Linked DNA regions of Gossypium hirsutum: regions 1 and 2 are each linked to region 3. A link is a contact called in public Hi-C data. All regions are on one chromosome and are shown on one strand. Each heading gives the region's core, a stretch centred on a gene start, on an enhancer-like site or on the middle of the called end of the contact. The rest is flanking DNA. Distances are from core to core; before and after follow the strand shown.

What was found. Hi-C and Micro-C count contacts between places; a contact is called where the count stands out from the background.
Region 1: a contact with region 3 is called in a Hi-C map of leaf, with 2.0 times the contacts expected there. The contact joins the promoter of LOC107888787 here to the promoter of LOC107888833 in region 3. A contact is called at or near these places in 2 of 34 Hi-C or Micro-C datasets (both in leaf).
Region 2: a Hi-C map of leaf shows a contact between it and region 3, with 2.0 times the contacts expected there. The contact joins the promoter of LOC107888971 here to the promoter of LOC107888833 in region 3. A contact is called at or near these places in 2 of 34 Hi-C or Micro-C datasets (both in leaf).

Annotation. Positions count from the first base shown.
Region 1 is chrA11:109,319,081-109,323,298 of Gossypium_hirsutum_v2.1, reverse strand. It overlaps LOC107888787, which reads right to left and starts at 2,952. Exons shown (of 4, transcript XM_041081692.1): 1 at 2,557-2,952; 2 at 1,524-2,447; 3 at 1,335-1,435.
Region 2 is chrA11:108,955,196-108,959,820 of Gossypium_hirsutum_v2.1, reverse strand. LOC107888971 (trihelix transcription factor GTL2) reads right to left here and starts at 1,796. Exons shown (of 2, transcript XM_016813257.2): 1 at 978-1,796; 2 at 1-604. The coding sequence starts at 1,447.
Region 3 is chrA11:109,185,438-109,190,030 of Gossypium_hirsutum_v2.1, reverse strand. LOC107888833 (protein NDL1) reads left to right here and starts at 1,309. Exons shown (of 11, transcript XM_016813071.2): 1 at 1,309-1,584; 2 at 1,716-1,815; 3 at 2,124-2,221; 4 at 2,366-2,454; 5 at 2,913-2,973; 6 at 3,068-3,154; 7 at 3,225-3,302; 8 at 3,379-3,435; 9 at 3,672-3,727; 10 at 3,885-4,020; 11 at 4,159-4,593. The coding sequence starts at 1,525. The coding sequence ends at 4,398.

The DNA.
Region 1 (4,218 bases), core at 1,703-4,202, 130 kb before region 3:
TTTTTGAGCTGAAATTTCTAAGTATTGTCTTGATGTTTTGCACGATCATTCAGAGTTAGAAGTTATCAACAAAACACGTATTGTGTTGATTCCCAAAACTGAAAATGCAAAAAATCTCACATTTTAGGCCCATTAGTCTTTGTAATGTAATTTACAAGATTATCGCAAAAGTTTTGGTTATTCGTATGAGTTCCATGTTGGGTTGTTGCATCAATAAAGCCCAAGGGGCTTTTATCCTAGAAAGACCTATTTCGATAATGTGTTAATTGCTTACAAAGTTCTTCATTCTTTAAAGATGAAGAAAGAAGGGAAACATGGGAATTTTGCACTTAAACTCGATATGAGTAAAGCGTATGATCGTGTTGAATGAGATTTTTTGGCTGGTATGATGACTCATATGGGTTTTCATGAGGATTGGATAATTCTTATTATGAGGTGTGTCTGTTCCGTTTCCTATTCGGTGTGTTTTAATGGGATGAATGGTGAACGGTTCTTACCGTCCAGAGGGTTAAGGCAGGGCGATCCTCTTATTAGCCCGTACCTTCTTCTTATTTGTGCAGGAGGTTTTCTACTCTTATCTCTGAAGTAAAGCAAAAAGGCCTTATGAAAGGCGCAACTATTGACAGGGGTAGATTTGCGATTAATCACTTGTTCTTTGCGGATGATTGCATTCTATTTGAGGATACCTCTATTGAGGGAGCTATGGTGGTTAGAGAGGTTATAAAGGAGTATGAGGATGTCTCGGACCAAAGAGTGAATTTCGAAAAGTCTTTGATTTATTTCGGGGCTAATGTTGATACTCACACTAAGGACTCCATTACTAATACATTGGGTGTGAAGGTTGCTTCGAATTTTGAGAAGTATCTTGGCTTACCTATGATGGTGGGGAGAAAGAAGAATTGGGCCTTTCCAAATTTTTTAGACCGTTTTAGGAGATGTATTGCGGGATGGAATTTACGTTTCTTATCGATAGGGGGCAATGAAGTTTTTGTGAAATATGTTTTACAGTCGATCCTGATTTATGTTATGCAATGTTTCGCTTTGCCTAAATCTTTATGTCACAAGCTCGAAGGCGTCATGAATAAATTTTGGTGATCTAATAATAAGTCAGCCAAAGGTATCCATTGGAGCAATTGGGATGGACTTTGTAAACCGAAAAGTATGGGTGGGCTGGGTTTTAAAAATCTGTTATTGTTTAATAAGGCATTATTAGCAAAACAAGTTTGGCGTCTTTTATCCCAGCCCACTAGTCTATTAGCCAAAGTTCTTAAAGCCCGCTACTATCCTAATTCAGATATTTTAACAGCCAATGTAGGTTCTTACCCCTCTTTTACCTGGAAGAGCATCTGCAGTGCTCGAGAATTAATTGCTGATGGAATTTTGTGGCGGGTTGGTAATGGATCTTGCATTAATATTTGGAATGACCTGTGGCTTCCTGGTAGAGAGGAAAATAGAGTGTCAGTTCAACAAATTCATCCATAATATACGACTGTTAGCCATATGATGGATAATGTTTCTAATACCTGGAATAATGAGTTGATCTTTATTATTTTTTATGATGATCAAGTGAAACGTATTCTTTCTATTCCACTCTCTGGATCTAGGTCGGAGGACATCCTGGTGTGGAAATTTGAAGGTTCTGGGGACTACTCAGTCAGAAGTGGGCATCGGGTCCTTGTTTTTGATTTTTTACAGAGAAATAATTACATTAAACCTAATATGGAGGTTTACAAGGATTTTTACAATATTTTTTGGCCTATTCACATTCCTGCCAAAATTAAAATACATTTGTGGAGACTCCTTAATAATTTTCTACCCCATTTTTGTAATCTGGCAATCAGATCTCTGCGGGTTGATTTGATTTATCCCCTTTGCAAGAGGGCTCTAGAGGATATGGATCATCTATTGTGGTCATGTGATGTTCTTCGTTCAGTATGGCGTTTCTCCATATTCGAACTGCTCTTCCTGATAGTAGCTTGAGCTACAAAGATCTCTTTGTTAATACTTTCTATTTGGCTGATAAGCAAAGCAAACAGTTTATTGCTATTTCTATTTAGGCTCTATGGTTCAGAAGAAACAAGTTAATTTCTTGAAGGTATTAATTTCTCTTTGCAGGATATCTTAGGTTTCATTCGTGGCTACCAACAAGAGCTAGTTCAATGTCAAGAAAAGTTGAGAGTTATTTACTCGCCACTATTAGGAAAGTGCTAGATCCCTCCGGGGTTAGGTATTATCAAATTAAATTTCAATGCATCTTTTCAAAGTGAGGTAAGAACTTCTATTTCAGCAATAATTGCTAGAAATCATAGAGGAGAATATATTAGGGCAGAGACTTATCTGTTTAATGATGTGGCTGATGCGTTCGTGGCTGAAGCAAGGGCGTACGAGCTAGCGGTGCTTTTTGCTATCCATATGGGCTTCCATCGGGTGTTGGTGGAAGGTGACTCCTTGACGGTTATAAAGAAAATGATGACAAGGGTAGAAGACAGATCTCTCATTAGATCTATCGTTCATCAGATTAATAAACTGGAAAATTGTTTTGATGAAATAGATTACCTTTTTGTTCCTCGCTTGGCTAATGGCATGGCCCACACTTTGGCCATGGAAGGACGGAGAAGTCGGTTTTCTGGATTCTGGGGGAATGAAGTTTCAAGCTCTGTCAAACAATTGATGGAGAAAAAACAGAGATTTTGACTCAGCAATTTTAAGTCTGGTTTACTTTGATTTGAATATGGAGAAGGTTCTTTGAATCTCCATGGATGGACTCAAAGCTTTTGGGTTCCCCTCTGTGATTGTTATCTCTATTATGCGGACGGGGAAGCTGTTTCGACTGATATTTTGAAGGGTTATTTGATTCGTCTCATGGTTTAAGGGGTTTCTGTTGTTTTCCATTAATGGTTTTGTTTTCTAGGGGCAGTTCTTGTTTTGTCCGTTGGGTTTCTACTGTTTTGTCTTTTCCTAGTTTTCTTTTATTGTTTTCTTTGCTTTATCGTTATTACTTTTTACCTATACTTTCAATCACTTTGAGGCACGTGATGATCAATAAATATCAGTCATTTACTAAAAAAAATCAAATATAATTAAGTGATTTTTCAAAAGTTAATAACATGTTAACAGCACTGGGAACGACTTTGGTCATATAATCTGTCAGTTTATTATGTTCTCACGAAACATGCTGAAACTTAAGTTGTTAGTTTTGCTTGAATAAAACATGTATTAAACGAAGTTTATAAAGATTATTATCAACCGCATAACCATTCTCAATTATATCAATCAACAATGCATTGTCGCTTTCAATCACAACCTTACGAAATTCTTTCTTCCAAGCTTGAGTGAGTCCTTCATATATAGCTCGTGCTTCAATATGCTTACGGAATCCTTAAATTAATTTATTTTAGTTGTTGTATCTTATTTAATATACTAAACAATATATCTATACTATTTATTATTTTATTGAGTTGGTTTTATCGATTGGGTCACCCATTTGACTAGGGAAATTTTTGGAAATGTTCATCAGTAATTAAAATAAGATTTAAACTTAAACTACTTGCATTAGTAAAATCTTTAATTTATCACTTAACTAAAGTTTTATTTTGAAATTTTTATACATTTAAAAAGATTTAATTATATTTTATTACCACCATCAATTTTGTGTGTATATATATATGTTAATGTATTTGATTGAATTGGTGTCCCGACTCAAGATTGATGGCAACACCAAGATAAACAATTTTAATATAATTTTTTTCATTGTGATAGGATTTCTAGTATTAATAAATATAAATCTATAATTTATAATTTATATAAAAGCACGAATTTGAAAAAAAATTAACCTGATGAGAATACTCTTTATTTTCTATTATATTACTATATCTTTTAATTATCACTTAATTAATGTTAAAATTATATATCAATTAAAATTTAATTCTAGATCTATAAATAACATTCGTATCTCAAAAAGAAATATTTAAATCACAATATGTGTAAACTTCACATTGAATGCAATTAATTAGAATAAAATTTATGTTTTAAATTTCATTTTTTTTATTGATGCCTTAGTGTTTTCTGTGTGAAGTAAGTGAAATATTACATAAACATATTCTTGAGTAAATTGCATTTTCCTCTTTTAGGACTTCTTGAATCTTCATAGGGGATCTTCGAACATGTGCAAACCTTCGACATTTGAGAAAGTCATTTTTGTTAATGTATATGCAATCT
Region 2 (4,625 bases), core at 547-3,046, 230 kb after region 3:
CTCTTGCTTCTTCCAAGCTTCTTCTCTTGCAACTTTTTCTTCATCTCTCTTCACCATATCTTCAATCAGCTTATTATGCATCTCTTCCTGTTGGATCATCAACTTGTTCACAATATCTTCACAAAACCCTTTGAACAACTCAAGTTTCTTCACCCTTTTCCTCTTCTTGTTGTTGTTGGCAGCAGCAGCAGCCTTGTTATCATCATAGTTTGCTTTGTTCTCAACCACTTTTTTGTTATCCTGATCTGATGACATTGCAGTGTTGTTTGCTGGTGAAGTTTGATATAATTCATCGACATTTCTTGAATCAGCTTCCAAATTCTGACCCATATTGTCCTCATCTTCCCTTGACTTTTCCACATTTTTGTTGTTTTCATCTGCAACAACAGCCACCTGCTGCTGCTGGCTATGATGATGAGGAGGAGGAGGAGGAGGCGGAGGTGGAGGTGGAGGTGGAGGATTCTCAGCTTGATAAAGTTCTTCAAGTTCACTAAAGATCCTGTAGTTTTTGCTGCAATTGATGCTGTTGAAATATCTGCTTTCTTCTTCAAATTTTTCTTTGCATTTGTCTGCACTCCTCTTGAACCCAAGATCTGCCAACTTCCTGCACCCACCATAACTGTGTGCACATATATATATAATTGAACCATTACAAAGCTGCATGCCTATATTTATATATCAAACACTTATTCTTTCTATTTTACTATCAATTATTCACTTATAAAATACTATACCAAGGTTTTTTTTTGTTTATTTAATTATCAGTATCCCTTTTCTCTCTCTCTCTCTCTCTCTTTCATTAACAACGGCTCATAAATAATGATATCCCCACAAGGGTTAATGTAGATGATTTAATACTATCCAATTTGATTGTTTCATTCATCAAAATTTGAAGGGACTCTATCTATTAGAAAAGAGAAGAAAAGAAAAGAAAAGAAAACATGAAATGGATATATGTATAGTTTGTATGTATATACCTTGAGACATGTTCCCAAGTGAATTCTGGGAACCAATTTTCTATGCTAGATCTGACCTTCAACAGTGCAAGGACTTCATCATTAGACCAAGGATGATGATGATGATGAAGATTATCAATCGGTTCAGCAATGGATCTCTGATCTCTTCCATTAATCTCCATGTTCATACCTACCAAACTGGTGGTACTCTCTTCATTATTCTTCTGCTGGTGCAATGACTGCAACAACTGAGGCTGCTGCTGCTGCTGCTGCTGCTGCTGCTGCTGCTGATGATGATGATGATGCAGCTGAGGGGGCACTTGCTGATGATGGGAGTTTGATGAAGAAGTGAACAAAGGGTCAAAGGAAGTGAAACCATTTGAAGAAGTGAAAGAGAGAGGGAGAAGGAGAGTGGTGGTGGTGGTGGTTCTAGCTGATGCTGATGACGCTCCTATGAATTGATGAAGATGGTCTGGCACTCCATCAAACATTTTTCTTTTCCTTTTACACTATCTTTCCTTTTGGGTTTTGGGGGGTTCAGTAAAATGGGAGAGGACTAGAAGGGCTGCAAAAACAAAACAAACACTCAAAAAACACCATAGCTGCCCTTTCTCTATCTCTATCTCTATCTGATGCCTTCTTTGTTTCTCTCTCTCATTTATCAAGAATTTTGTCCTGTCATGGAAGAGAAAAGATAGCCCACCACACCCCTTTTGGTGGCAAGTGAAGTCACTGTCCAATGAGACCCCAACTCATAAATGTACCATTAAGGTTAAGTTCTTGCTGCTTTTTTGGATTAACATTTAATTGCTCCCATTCCACCAAATATATATATTTTTTATTCATGCACTTGCACTTGTACTTGGTATATTATTTAAATTTAATGAACTAATTATAAAATAAAAATTATTATTATTTTATTTATTTTTAATTTTTCAATAAAAAACTTATTTACTCAATGATTTAAACTTTAATAGGAATAATAAAAGGCTTAGTTTTTGTTTTTGTTTTAATTCTCTTAGCAAAAGGCAAAGCTTGAATATAAAGTTGAAGAAATTTTCTTGGTTTATTTGCTTCTTCTTTTTTTCTCCTTATGTTTTAATTCAAAAGTTTCATTTCTTTTTTGTTGTTTTTTTGAGGTTGTCGTTACTTTTCAACCGACTTCATTTGTCTCCTGCAGCCGTTGATCTGTTTGACTTTCTTATCAAGTCAAACTTTCATCAATCACCTTTTTATATGTATTTCTATAAAACTCCTTTGGCAGATAAATATTTAGGAAAACAAAAAATGAATACTAAAATATAATAATACCATAGTTTAAGTAAGACACAGATTAGTCCTTTTTTTTGTGTGTGTGTCTGCACTAAATATATACATATGATTTGAGTGGAAACCAAACAATATTTTAAGAAAAATGAGTCATTTTTTTATAAAAAAAAAAGAAGAAGAAGTTGGAAAACATATAAATATTTGTATAGTTTGGACCAATTTAACTAAATGTTAATATTATTTACACATTTAAAATGGGATTTTGGAAATGAATTATTTAAAAAATGGAAGAAGATTTAAAACAGCGGTATGATAATTGATATTAATGAAAGTGAAATGTGAAAAGAAAGTGGGATCCAGTGAACAGGCATGAGAGTGAGGGAAACAACCAACAAATAGGGGATTGGAAAAGGATACTTTCAATTTTTTAAAATTATGTAATTTAATTATTTATTATATTTGGGTCCTTAGAATCCTATGCAGTAGCTGATGCTGTAATTAACGGCAATGGTGATGGCAGGACACGTGAAAACATGCAGACATTGGGACCAAATTATTTAAGGAAGGAAGAGGCTACTGTCGCCCACCAATTTACCCTAGCCTGTAAATTATGTAATTTACAGTCCATTATTACATTTCTCAAACATACGCCTAAATCTTGATTCCACATAATATGGATACTCATCCATTATATTTACATTTAGAGTCTGATTTTTCAATCATTCCTTTACTAAAGTATCATCGATTATACTCTATAAATTAGTTCAAAGAATGGATAATTACTTATCTATTTTACTATTAAAAATTAACATGATTAATGTATAAAGATTATCTTTTAACAGTAAAAATAAATTTTAATAAAAAGATAAATTTATTTTTTGATTTAACATATAATAACTAATTTCCTAATTTTTTAAATAAAAAAATAAAATACAATTCAATTTACAGTACAATTTACGAATTTCGTTCTCAAAACGTTATATTTACTTTGCCTACAGCTACTATACTGCCTTTGATTTGTGAGGGACAAAAATTATTTCAAATAATTGATTGGTATTTTTGGGGATCTACGCGAATTAGATCTAAGTTGAAATGCTAGATGTTCAATATTTATTTGGATAATCAAATTGGGCATTTAAAGATTGATGAAATAGTTAGCTATTAAATAAACACATAGGAGTTATGAGTACAGTAAGAATAGATTTCTATTATTATACGAATGTATTTCAAAATAAATAAATAAATAAAGAGAAAATGTTTTCTCAAAGATAATAAAGTGGGCTTGCATGCATGCATGTATTATGTATGAGATAATAAAGTGGGCTTGCATGCATGCATGTATTATGTATGAGTTTTCACAATCTCACTGACCCAACAAAACTTGAAAATACAATGGTTTCAAGCTGTTTAAGTTAATATCTGATTGAGTTTTAATTTGATTAGTATGGGTATTATTGTTAATACTGAAAGATGTAAATTCGAGTAAACTGAAACACATTATCCTTTTATTTATGGGTTAAGAAGGAACTATAAGTAGTTCTAAATATTATGTCAAAAAAGATCAAATATGATAAAAAAAACTTATAATGAAATTGTTTTAAAAAAGAAGAATGAACTCCTTAAATAATTTTACGGTACAATGAGTGATTTAAGTTAAATCTATCAACTCCCACAAAAGATAATTGAAACTTCATTGTTATATAATTATTTGCACCCCACCCCCTCAAACACCGTCACTCAAATAAAGGAATAATCACTCCAATAGTAAAGTGAAAGTACAAAGGAATTACCTTAACAAAATGTTCTCCAATATAGAACAAGTTTAATTAGCTCTCAAAATCAACAACCAACAAACGATGTTCTCAACCCTTTATAGCCAACAAAAGTGAGCTTTAATCTTCTAAGTTTATCCACTTATCTTGTTATATTTTCATTAATACATGATTACGGTGTAATGACGTGGTTTTTAATGGTATCAAAAAATACAGTTTCAGAATTCTATTTCCGTAGGTTGAGTTCATAAATATTAAATATTTATGGAGCTACTATAAAAATCGTTTAAAGATTGATGTAGTAATTTTACCAAATTAATAGTTCATTAAGGCTTACGGATTAAATCGTAAAAGTCCAATCGCTATAAAATTTTAATTGACAAAAGACTTGGGGATTTATATGGCAATTAGTCAAAGGTCCAAAATAGTAAATAAATCATTTTCAAATAGGGATTAGTGGATGATAATGTTAAATTCATTAAGCATGATTAGTGATTTGTTAAGTTAATTAAGTATAATTAGTTAAACTAATTAACCTATATATATAACATCGTGGAAAGAAAGAGGAAATTTCTCTTCTATCTTCAATCTCTTCGCCGTCCACCACAAAGAAAGAAAATTAGAAACC
Region 3 (4,593 bases), core at 60-2,559:
TTTATATAAAATTTATAAAACAAAATTAGAACATAGAATAAATTAAAAAAAAAAAAGATCTCACATAGCAATACTTAAACATGCAGCCTCATATAAAATTGAATTTTAATTATTAATAAATTGGAGTTAATGAGGTTTTTTGGTACATTCACTAATTAATGAGTTGAAAGTCAATATCAGAGCAGCATAGAGAGAATCAGACATCGGCACAAAAAGGGTACTCATTCGATTATATTCCTTTTCTGTCCATGGCGTTTTCCCCATTTACAATTTCGTCCTTTACGTCTCTGACAAATCATTTTTATTCAAATTTTCTTTTTGGAACCTTCTAATTAAATTATTTTGGTCTCTTTTTAAAGTAAAACTCCTTTAGACTATGTTTCTATTTTAAATTCAATTATTTTATTTTATTTTAAAATTGTAGAGTTGAAATGATTTTCAAAAATAAGTTTGGTCTCGTACTCCAAATTAAAATTTCTACGTTTATGAGTACATCATAAATAAAAAATTATAAAATACAATATAGTTTAATTACGTGATGGACCACGAAGGTTTTATTTTATATTTTTGGTATGATTATGTGAGATAGCGTCCGTAATTAGCGTTTGAAAACGCGTTTTTGGATCCAAGGGAACATAAATACCCCAATCAAAATCATGTCACTAACTTACGCTTACTTTTTTTTTTTTGTTACTAATTATATTTTTTAGTGTTATTCATTAACAATATAAATTATAAAAATTTATTTGAATTTAAACTACTTTTTATGTTCAAAGATAAGGATTTTATAATCAATACGTAGAATTATTTATAATTTATTTTTTTATCCATAAATAAAAGAGTAATGTATTCCACGCACTCAAACCAACATTGAAATAATAAAAGGAAAATGAATCTCATTTTTAAAATTATAGTATTTGTTTCATTAATAAAAAAGAAAAATAAAAAATTTGTTGATTTATGACCAAAGAAAGAAATATCCAAATTTTAAATATTAAGTCAACATTAATTTAAATACATAGAAAATGATAAATAAAACATAGCGAATGATGAGCTGGCGCATAAATGATACCTTTCATCTTGGAGTGCTCCTTTTAGCGGCTTCCAGGTGGCATCCAGCTGTATTGATGCCATTTACGAAATTACTCCAAAGCCCTTCAAGCGGTGCCGTTTTACTCCATTCGCCCACTTGACCGTTGTATTCGCCACCTTAACGGTCACTTGCCCGAATAAAAACAAAGGAAAAGGACAAAGAGTCAACGAGTTCATCGATGGCAAAAGAGTCATTGCACCAAACATGACTAGGCTTGTGGTGTAATTTCAGTACCAAACCCAGGGCTTTTATGCCATTCCATTGTATCTCTCGAAAACAAATTCTTTAACGCTAGACTTGTCAATGAAGAAGAAAGCCTGAGACTTCCAATCTCAAATGACTTTGTTTTTCTTTTTTGGATAATAAGTGAGTTCAATCAGTGAGTTTTCATTTGTTTTTTCTTGAAACCAAGTGAACGAGAAGAACGAGTCATGGGTGATTCAAGTGACTCAGTATCCATTGCGATTGATATGGTTCCTTTTGGAGGGAAGGTAAAGAAACTAAAACTAACTAATAAAACCGCTAAGAACATAGCTTCTTCAACATTTTTTTTCTTCCCCTTTTCAAGCTATCTTTTATTTCTTTTTGACTTTTATAAATATATCATTGTTATTTTTTCCAGGAGTTTTTGGTGAAAACAAGTAGAGGTTCTCTATCTGTTTTTGTTTGTGGCGATCAAGAGAAACCCGCTTTAATAACCTATCCAGATGTTGCTCTTAACTGTATGTTTTCATTTCTTTTTTTTTATGGGAATATTGGAACTTTAAGTGATTTTTGCTTCGTTAGATTTAATGGGTTTGCTTCTTTTACTTCATATATCTTGAAATTGAACTGAGTTTTGCAGCTTGTACATTCACCAAAATGTTACTTTTGTTCATTTCACAAGTTCTTTAAGTGGGTTAATTTTCGTTTTTGCACATAATTACATTTTTGTACTAATTCTTGAACTTCTTAGCTTTTGGGGTTTTAAAGAATTGCTGGTTTTTGTGTTTTGATATATGTTTGTTTTGTGCTTGTTGAATTGTTATAGACATGTCTTGTTTCCAAGGCCTATTCTTTTGCCCTGATGCCGCTTCGTTGTTGCTTCATAACTTTTGTGTTTACCACATTGATGCCCCAGGGCACGAGGTCAGTGACTCAGTTTTAGAAATGCATTTGTTTGAACAATGAGTTTTTGGTTCAAATTGTTAATTTGTAGCTTGTCAGATGGTGCATTCCTGATTGGATGATACTAATAGAACCTGTATGCCATTTGGTTAAGAGTTTTTGCAGTTAGGAGCAAATGTGATCTCTCCGGATGTTCCATTGCTTAGTGTGGATGACTTAGCAGATCAGGTTGCTGAAGTTCTTGATTTCTTTGGGTATGTATTGTAAAGGAGTGTAAAAGGGAAATGATTGGACTACTTTCTGCAGTTTTTTTCTTCAGTTGTTCCTATTCCAATGTATTCAAAAATGATTCTAACTTGCCCCTGAGTTCGAGTAACTTAGGTGTAGAAAATGTATAATTTTATATTCCAAATTTCCCCTCATTTTGTAATGCTATCTGTTAGATATCTGATATATATTCCTCATAAAAGTTCTTGCCAACCATTGTTCTCATGATGCAATGTAGGTGGTCTATCCATGTTTAATTTCACTGTATTTTCCTTCCAAAACTTTCAAAAGTGTAAAGCATATGGACCTGAAACGAATAATAGAAATTATTTGCTCAGGATCCTGGGAATGATTTTTTATGCCAGTTGTTGGGGGAGATAACTTTTCCTTATTTTTTCTTTCACTCCTTTTATCTGTTATAACTAATTTAAGTTTTTAACATCAGGCTGACAAGAGTTCTATGCTTGGGTGTAACAGCCGGGGCTTACATCCTTACACTATTTGCAGTAAGTCGGCGTAAGATACAAAAGTTAGCAAATATTTCTTGTGCTGATATTCTGATACTGTGATGGTCTCATGTATTTTTCTCCCGTGTGCCAGATGAAATATAATGAGAGAGTGCTTGGATTAATTCTCGTCTCTCCTGTTTGCAAAGCCCCTACATGGACTGAATGGCTCTACAACAAGGTTCTAGTTTGCACCTTGTATCTTTAATAGTTGTAATGAATTTACTTTGCTCTAAAATTTCTCTTTTCAGGTGTTGATGAACTTGTTGTACTTCTATGGTATGTGTGGTGTATTAAAAGAATGCCTTCTTCAGCGATATTTTAGTAAGGTAATCAGCATCACTATTTTAAGTTAAATTCTCTGATATCTGTTAAGTGTTATAATTATGGAATTCTTTTTTGTAGGAACTCAGGTATGGTATGCATGGTGCAGAGTCTGAGGTCATCCAAGCTTGCCTGAGAGTAAGGAAACCGATTAAACTGATAAGATAAACACCAGCACTTAGTTATTCTGTATTATCTTTTGGTCATTCAACTGGTTGATTTATTGATATATGAACAAGTTGAATAGGCTGCCGTGTAGATGATGCCAATTTATATAATGAAACAAGAAGTTGCATCTAACACACTTCCTTATTTTAACTTATAATAACATAACCTGAAATTTAGGGGTAATCTTTTTGATAATTTGATTGCAGTTACTGGATGAAAGGCAGAGTCCGAATGTTATGCGCTTTCTTCAAGCAATTAATAGGTAAGTTCGTTCTTGTCGTTTTGTTGTCTTTTCTCAAACTCCCTCATTCCACGGAAAAAATTATGATGGCCAGGATGCGTGTGTTGCCACTCACCTCTCATCCTTGTTTTGTATATCTAAGTGCAATTCCATAGCATTGAGTGAAGAATATATGCAGGAGACATGACCTTACAGATGACTTGAAGAAATTGCAGTGTAAGACACTTATTTTTGTCGGTGAAAGCAGTCCATTCCATGCAGAATCTGTGCATATGAGTGACAAAATCGGAAGAAAGAATTGCACTCTTGTTGAGGTAGATTTCTGTTTGCCGAGTTGATTCTTTCCCGTTTCTTCAACTTTGGTTTTTGAAGGCAGTGTGCATGCATAAGTTTGGCTGAATATCGTCACCCAGAATCATTAAATTTTTATTTTGGTTTCTGTTCATTTTCAGGTTAAAGCATGTGGCTCATTGGTAACAGAAGAGCACCCATTGGCCATGCTAGTCCCAATTGAATTCTTTTTAATGGGATTTGGTTTCCAAAGACAACTACATTTTGCTTCATCATCAAGCAATGGTTCAAACCCTTCAAGTCCATCAAGCCATTCCTGCATAGCTCCTGAACTTCTCTCCCCTGAGGGTCTAGGGATCAAGCTCAAACCAATCAAAACCCGTGCAGATATTGAAATTTGATGAGTCTCGAAGCTGCTGCTTATTAATTTTACACGTATCGAATGTAACAGTGCAGGAGTAGGATTTGACATTTTTTGTTCATTCTATCAGTTTGTAGAATACCTTTTGAGGTTTGGCAGTATATATTCTTTGATTGTGTTGGTGGGAGGTTCTTTCAATGGAGTTTATTGTAGATAAACATTGATTGGATATTTT